2 separate regions of the Sus scrofa genome follow, and region 1 is linked to region 2. A link is a contact called in public Hi-C data. All regions are on one chromosome and are shown on one strand. The core of a region is the stretch at or near the end of the contact, and the rest is flanking DNA. Distances in the headings are between cores, read along the strand shown. Region 1 holds the start of IZUMO2 (izumo sperm-egg fusion protein 2). Region 2 holds the start of PNKP (bifunctional polynucleotide phosphatase/kinase).

Region 1 (3,792 bases), core at 300-2,799, 190 kb before region 2:
TTTGAATGGCTCTTTCGCCCATAGGTGTCATGTGCATTGAATTACCTGGGACCAATTAACTGGGGGCCAAGTGCCTAATAAGTGTCATGTGCGTTGAATTCGCTGGGATCACTTAACTGGGGGCTATAGGGGAGAATCACTTAAAGTGATTTTGTCACATCACGTATTGCTCACTTGCAAAATAATAGTTAACTGAGTTATGCAGGTTTTTCAGATGGTGGTATGTTTCCTTGCACAGCGTTTGGGAAGCTCTTGGTTCGGTCCCATGTTCAGGAGCTCATGCTGGTAGATAATGGCTCAAATGAGGCTTGTGAAGTCCCCCGATTGAAATTCTCTCCTCTATTTGTGGCCTAGCATGCAGTTGGTGCCTAGTAGGTGTCATGTGCATTGAATTCGCTGGGATAAAATTAACTGGGGGCTTTGGTTGAGAATCACTTAAGGTGTCATGGGCTGATTAGACCACAAGACGGTGATCACACCCAAGCGAAATTCTCTCCTGTTTCTCTCCTGCCAAGCACAGGGATGAGGCCTAATGGGGATCATTTGAAGTGAATCAGATGTGATTAAATTCAATGAGGTTAATGGGGAGAAAGACTCAGGGAGCACCCCATGACACCTTAAGTGATTCTCCCCTTTATACCCCAATTAATTTAATCACATCTGATTCACTTCAAGTGATACCTATTAAGCATCATTATGTGCGAGGCCAGCGATGTTCAATTTAAATATAATTCAAACCCCCTAAGTAATCAGATTTCTGCTGGCCACATGAAAAAGGTAAAAATGGACAGTGACATTAATTATATTCTATTTAACTCAATACAGCAAAATAGTATCACTTCAAAGTGCAACTAATATAAAAAAAGTTTTTTACCTTTTATTACACTGAACCTTTAAAATGATCTTAGGACAGCACAGGTCAATTCCGACACTGATTTTTTCATTAATGACACTTTCTCTCTTTTTAGATTTCATACCTTTTACAGCTGAAGTAGTAGATTCACATACTTCAGTTCTTCCAAACATGTTTAAGGCAGTCTCAATAACTGAATTGAGAATCCATTTTTTGCAATCTACGTTTAAATCCATTACAGCCCAATACAATTTAAAGTTCAGATTTCGGTTTTTGTTTTGGGGTTTTTTGTTTTACAGTTTACAGTTCGGATTTCGGTTTTTGTTTTGGGGTTTTTCGTTTGTGGGTTTTTTGTTTATTTGTTTGTTTGTTGGCCGTGCTCATGGCATGCAGAAGTTCCCAGGCCAGGGATCAAATCCCATTCACAGCAGTGACAGTGAGAAATCCTAAACTGTTGGGACACCAGGGAACACCACTGCACCCTTGGGATAAGGTAGGTATATTTTTATCCTCATTTTAGGGAGGAGGAAACAGACAGAAATGGAAAATGACTTTTTTCCAAATATTGATTTATTTATTTGCTTTTTAGGACAGCACCTGAGGCATATGAAGTTCCCAGGTTAGGGGTCCGACTGGCTGCAGTGTGGGTCTAAGCCACACTACAGCTCAGGGCAACCGCTGGATCCCCTTACCCACTGAGCAGGGCCAGAGATCGAACCCGCATGCTCATGGATACTGGTTGGGTTTGTAACCTTCTGAGCCAAAACTAGAACGCCCTCAAATATTTATTGACTGTTGTATGTCAGATTCCTTCCTAGGGGTTGGGGCCATAATAAATACTTGCCTCAGTGATCCATCACGGGCCTAGAACAGGGACTGGCCGGTAAGAGGTGCTCAGTAAATATATGTTGAACTAATGAATGTAAGTGGTGAAAACAGCAGGGATTTTTGTGGTTTTCTCAGCTCTAACCCCAGCTCCTGGAACAGCACCTGGCACACAGTAGGTGCTCAATACGCATATGTTGAAAAAAATGACCGTAAACGCGAAGAAGCCTGGGCAGAGGCCTCTGTTTTTCGAGACTCTCTCCTTCGCTCCCAGTCCCGTGCCTGGCACATAGTAGGTGCTCTGCAAGCACGCGCCTGCGCACGCGAGCGTTTCTCCTTGGGCCTCCCTGACTCCGCCCCTGCCTGGGGGAGGAGCCTGCCGGGTTCTCTCTGTGACGTCACAAAGGCCTCCGCCATGCCTCCGGCCTTGGCCCTTCTGCTGCTCCTGGGCCTGAGCGCCCGCCGAGGCTGGGGCTGCCTGCAGTGTGACCTCTCGGTGCTGGAGGCCCTGAGCCAGCTGCGTGTCGCTCTCATCCCCAGCCGCTTCCAAGTACAGCAGCTGCGGGCCCGCGCTCAGGCCCTGCTGCTGGGCATGGAGGGGCCCTTCTTCCGAGACTACGCGCTGAATGCCTTTGTGGGGAGAGTGGGTGCGTACTGAGGGGGGTGGTGCCCAGTCCGGGGGCGGGGGCGGGGGCGGGGGTGGGGGGCAAAGAGACCAGCCGGGTAGCCTCGGGCGGGGGAGATGATGGCTCTGGGGGCTCCGCCCCCAAGAGGGGAAGGGCGGGGCCCGTCCCGGAGGGAGATGGAGGGACCCACTGGAATTTCCTCCCTTCTCGCCCCAGGGATAGAACAGCTGGACCTTGTGGCGTCCTTTATCAAGAATCAAACAAACAGCTTAAAGGTTAATTCTCTGAGAGGTAGGAGCTAAGTGGGAAAGCCTTTTCCCAGCCCCCTTCCGCCGCCTCCTTTTCCACCTGTGCACCATGCCTTCTCGTCATATAAAAATAAAAGCAAACACGCGTATAGCCTTTAGTGTGTGTCTGGCAGGGTTCTAGAAGAGTCTAGGACAGTTCATCAAGGGAGGCCCTATGGTGATCTGCCGTTTATAGAGGGGGAGGCTGAGGCTAAGACAGGCGGCGTGCTCCAAAGTCGCACAGCTGGGAACTACAGAGCTGAGGATTTCGAACCTGAGACAGCAGTGGGCAGTAGCGGGCCCTGAGGACCGCGGTAGGGGAGGGATCTAAGCTCCGTAAACCCCACCTTGAGGGATTGAGCAGGGAGGAGCAGAGCGGTCCTAAAAAGCAAAAAATGTATCTTATGAAATGTGTGTGCGTTTGTATAAAGTGAGCCCTAGGAGCTCCCTGGTGGCTCGGTGGGTTAAGGACCTGGCCTTGTCACTACTGTGGTGAGGGCCCTTACTCTGGTGAGGGTTCAATCCCTGACCCGGAGGGGATTCTGTCTCCAGCCCCTCCCCCAGAGGTCAAGTCGCTCCCATGTGGCCTTGAATGTGGCCATAAAAAAAAAGAAGAGCCCTAAAAGAGGGGTGGGGAGGGGGTGAAATCAGTATACTGACGTCTGCTGACCTAGGAGAAGGGGACTGAAGGTGCTATGTGCTTGTCTTCCCTGTGCTTAGCAAACGGCGATCGTTTTTTATTTCTTTTCCTTCCCTCCCCCCCACCCCGTTTTAATACCGAACACATAATACACATAATAGTCATATAATTGGGGGAAATACTCATTTTAATTATATTAAAAATTAAATTTATCCCATTTTTAAGAATTGCTCTTATTGGAGTTCCCGTCGTGGCGCAGCGGTTAACGAATCCGACTAGGAACCATGAGGTTGCAGGTTCGATCCCTGACCTTGCTCAGTGAGTTAAGGATCCGGCGTTGCTGTGAACTGTGATGTAGGTGACAGACGCGGTTTGGATGCCGCATTGCTGTGTCTCTGGCATAGGCCGGCGGCTACAGCTCGGATTCAATACCCTAGCCTGGGAACCTCCATATGCCCAGGGCCGGGGGGGGGAAACACCTCCCCCCCAAAAAAATGGGAAAAAAAAAAAAAAAAGAAAACACTGCATGCTAAGGAGGGGGCTACTGAATATTTTAAAATC
Region 2 (3,952 bases), core at 404-2,903:
CCCACCCAACACTACACCCCCGCCCCGCCTCCGGGACCTGCCAATCCGAGTCAGAGCTATGACCGGCCTCCCACGGTCCCTGGCCCCAGGATTGACCCGTCCCTGGTCCCTGCGGATCCCCACCGCCCTTCCGGCCCCCAGCCGCTCCAGCGCCTGTCCAGTTTCCCGATTGGGTCTGTCTTCTCTCCGCCCAGCGACAGATTCTTTCTATTAAGGGATTGGCGTGGTCCGGCATCAGGGCGCGGCCAGTTGACTTAATAGGTCAACTCTGTCGTTTTCTGCCTAGCAACAAGGGCTTTGCTCTCACGGCATTGGCTCCGTTCCCGAAAGAGCACAGTCAAGCTGCAGGATTGGGTAGTAGCCCTCCACTTCGCATAGTGAATGGGCAGTTCCTTCGTTTGATTGGCTTGAACACTGTAAAGGGCTTGACCAACATCCCAAGAGTCCTGTCCACCCCGAGTTACCCCACCTGATTGGCTCCAGCCTCCTGGGGGCGTGGCCAATCCCCTTTGCCCAGGATTGGCCTGTGGCCTTACATTTACAGTCTTTACACTACTGGGGCTGGGGTCGTTTTTTGGCTCAGTCCTGACAATTGTCCCTCTGGCCCCCTCAAGGATGGCCTAATCCTGTTCCTGCGTCTGACACCCTCTCATTGGTTTTATCACAACTGCCTGCCAATCAAAACCCGTCCTTGTGTCCAGGACGTTACCAGCTCCCGCCCCTCTCCCCCCACCCCCACAGGTGCCTTAAAGGGCCCTCGTCCACCCAAGGTGGAGGGCAGGGGGCCTCACTCTCCGGCCCTGGTGTGGGGGAGAGAATGGGGGGTCGGGATCAGGAGTTGAGAGGGGCGCTCCGAGATTAAAGAGTTTTACCTCTGACAAATGACTATGAGGTGTGTTGTGTTATTCAACATTTTCTGAAGCCAAATGAGCAGTGTCTCATTGCTTCTCAGTGCAAAGCTGCGAATTAAACTAATTGTGCCTATTTTACAGACAAGATAATGGAGATTCGCGGGGTAGGAGGAAGGATTCCAGTCCTGTGTAGTCATTGATTCCCACTCTTCAGGAGTGTGAGTGTTGGGAATAGTTTAAGGAACTACAGTTCCTGAGTGCCCAGGAAAGCCAGGAACCTCCAGCTGACGCCAGGAGTTTTCTGACTATTCTAAGTCAGCTGGTGGTTACAGAGCAATGGCGCCAGACCTGAAGATGGGGCCAGGTCCAGTAAGCGTGGAATACCCATCTCCCATCAGACCACCATGGGTGGAATGTTAACAGACGAAACTTAAACCGAGCCAACTACCACCTAGAAACTTTTCTGAAGTATTTATATGTACTAACTCCTTTCATCTTTCTAGTAACCCTGCAACGTGGAAAGGATTATCCCCACTTTGCAGATGAGGAAACTGCAGCATGAGGGTAGGTGTGTGTTGGGGCAGGGTTTCTTCGACTGCCAATAGTCAACAAAGAGGAAGGATAACTTCCCGCTGTAACTGTCCAGCAAGGGGAATGAAAACGAGAGTTTAGCGTGGAAAGAGGAAAATCTGTGGAGACCCCCTTCCCCCTACTGGCCTGAGCCTCACCCTGCAGCAGGAGAGATGAAGGTCAGAGCCGCAGAGGGACTAGAGAGGCCCCGGGACCGCTAAGAGGCGGGGCTTACGTCATGGGCGGGACCAACGCCCCGCCCACTTTAGTAGGCGAGTCATTTCCGTCCGCGGAGAAACGGAGAAAGCTGCAAGGCGAGTTGCGGGCCAGGCGCCTCGGGCGGGATTTCCTTGGTTGGAAGTGGTGAGTGAGCCAAGCAGCGGGCAAGGGTGAGCAAAGGGTTGAGGCGGGAGTTCATGAGTTTCTCGGCCTTTGCCCTGGGAAGTAGGAGTCGGGGCTCTGGGAGGGACGAAGCGGGGAGTCGTCGCCTGGGAAACGGCGCGAGCCCCAAGCCGGAGAGCGGGTGGAATTTCCTGAGCCATTCGCGGAAGAAGAGAATTCCTGGTGGAGCGGCCGAGGAGGCGGGACTTCCTGTAGCAATCTGCGGGCTGCCACTCAAACCTATTTACCTACTTCCCTTTAGGCCGGCTTCCAGGATGGCCAAGGTGGAGGCCCGGGGCCGCCTGTGGCTGGAGAGCCCCCCTGGGGGAGCACCTCCCATCTTCCTGCCCTCCGACGGGCAAGCCCTGGTCCTGGGCCGGGGACCCTTGACTCTGGTTACCGACCGGAAATGCTCCCGAAACCAAGGTGGGCGAGGGCGGGGCCTGAGCCGGAGGGGGTGTGGCCTGCTTCAGAAGCGGGAACACAATCAATGGGAAAGACCGAGAGTTAGTCCGGGGAGGGATGTGCTTGGCCCCCAGGCCGAATCGCGTGGTGCAGCTAGTCCTGAAGTTGGCAAGTGCCCTCCGGGGAGCACAGAAGGGAAAGGTGGTGCCTGACCCCACCTGGAACTAGCCAGATAACTCGGGCTTGAATCCGGCCACCACCTTGTCCAGGAGAGAGCCGATCCTATGAAGAAAAATGCATATTGCTGAGCAGAGATGGGTGGTAGCAGGCCAAGCCCAGGACTTGCATCTCGTCAGGTTCCTGCGTTGTCAAGGAGAAACCAATGCTATACAGAAAAACACCTGCCTTGCCCCTAGGCGAGGACCGGTGTCACAGGCTATCCTAAGGCCATTATCTGGCTACTGCATATCGAGGAGTGAGCCAAACCTACTTAGAAATAAACCACCTCCTCCTGCTGAATGGGTGTTGTAGCCCCATCCTGTGGCCTGAAGCAGGCCACACTCCCCAGTAGGGAAGGAAACAATCACCGAAAGATTCAGATCCCAACTCCACCCCCTCAATCCTCAGTGGAGCTGGTTGCAGACCCTGAGACTCGGACCGTGGCAGTGAAACAGGTACCAGTTCGTTGGCAAGGGGCAGCAGGCCTGGGGGTGGGGCGGGGTGGGGGGGTCGAAGGGTAGGAACAGCTGGGGAAACTGGCCCATCGAGAAAATCTAACTGCCTGGGAGGGGAGGAGGTCTGGCCTCTTTCAGTGGGGTAAACTTTCATCCCCATTTAAATTGGGTAAGACTAGGAATTCCCCTTGTGGCTCAGGAGGGTAAGGATATGACGTCGTCTCTGTGGGGATGTGGGTTCCATCCCCGGCTGTAAAGGATCCAGCGTTATTGTAAACTACGGCCGTAACTCCGCAGATGAGACTGGGATCCGGCGTTGCTATGGCGCTGTGGCCTAGGCCTCCGCTATGGATTCCACTCCTTCCATGTGCCGCAGGTGTAGCAGTCAAAGAAAAAAAACAAAATTGGTTAGGACTGGATGCGTATTACCTTCCCAATGCCCTGATTGGCGGTACACAGTGAAGAGGTGGAGCTTAAGGGTCTGATTGGCTGATGGAGAAAGGAAGGCCTTTTTGAGGTTATTTGATTGGATGAGGTTACTGGTGGGGTGGAGCCTGTACCAGCACCTCCCTCTTTCTTTGCAGCTAGGAGTTAACCCCTCAACTGCTGGAGCCCAAGAGCTGAGGCCGGGGTTGGAGGGCTCTCTAGGGGTGGGGGACACGTTGTATTTGGTCAACGGCCTCCACCCGTTGACCCTGCGCTGGGAAGAGGCTCGCACTCCAGAATTGCAGCCAGACACTCCACCTGGCACGCCTCCTGTGCCCCCACACGAGGAGGAGGAAGAGGCTGAGCCGCCGAAAAAGCAGATGCGGAAGTCATCTCCTGGCTGGGAGAGCTTTGAGAAGCTACTAGTATTCACAGCACCTGGTGTGAAGCCGCGGGGCAAGGTGAGGCCCGAGCTGAGGATTGCGGGGTTCATTGTCAGCATTGGGAAAATCGATGCATGTCAGCTCCTGCCCCACCCACAGTAACCACCCAGTAACCATAGCCATTGGTCATGATCATGTTGGCGGGAGTTATGATGAGTATTTCTTAGGTCAGAGAGGCGAGTTCAAATGCTGTTACACTGGA

Evidence for each region. Hi-C and Micro-C count contacts between places; a contact is called where the count stands out from the background.
Region 1: a contact with region 2 is called in a Hi-C map of embryonic fibroblasts, with 6 times the contacts expected there. The contact joins the promoter of IZUMO2 here to the promoter of PNKP in region 2. A contact is called at or near these places in 2 of 47 Hi-C or Micro-C datasets (embryonic fibroblasts and undifferentiated spermatogonia) and 1 of 2 datasets of contacts at active chromatin or transcription factors (alveolar macrophages).

What each region holds. Positions count from the first base shown.
Region 1 is chr6:55,067,694-55,071,485 of Sscrofa11.1, reverse strand. It overlaps IZUMO2 (izumo sperm-egg fusion protein 2), which reads left to right and starts at 1,549. Exons shown (of 6, transcript XM_021094780.1): 1 at 1,549-2,325; 2 at 2,521-2,595. The coding sequence starts at 1,770.
Region 2 is chr6:54,878,515-54,882,466 of Sscrofa11.1, reverse strand. PNKP (bifunctional polynucleotide phosphatase/kinase) reads left to right here and starts at 1,653. Exons shown (of 18, transcript XM_005664749.3): 1 at 1,653-1,784; 2 at 2,065-2,228; 3 at 2,835-2,881; 4 at 3,466-3,768. The coding sequence starts at 1,660. AKT1S1 (proline-rich AKT1 substrate 1) reads left to right here. Exons shown (of 5, transcript XM_005664751.3): 5 at 1-886.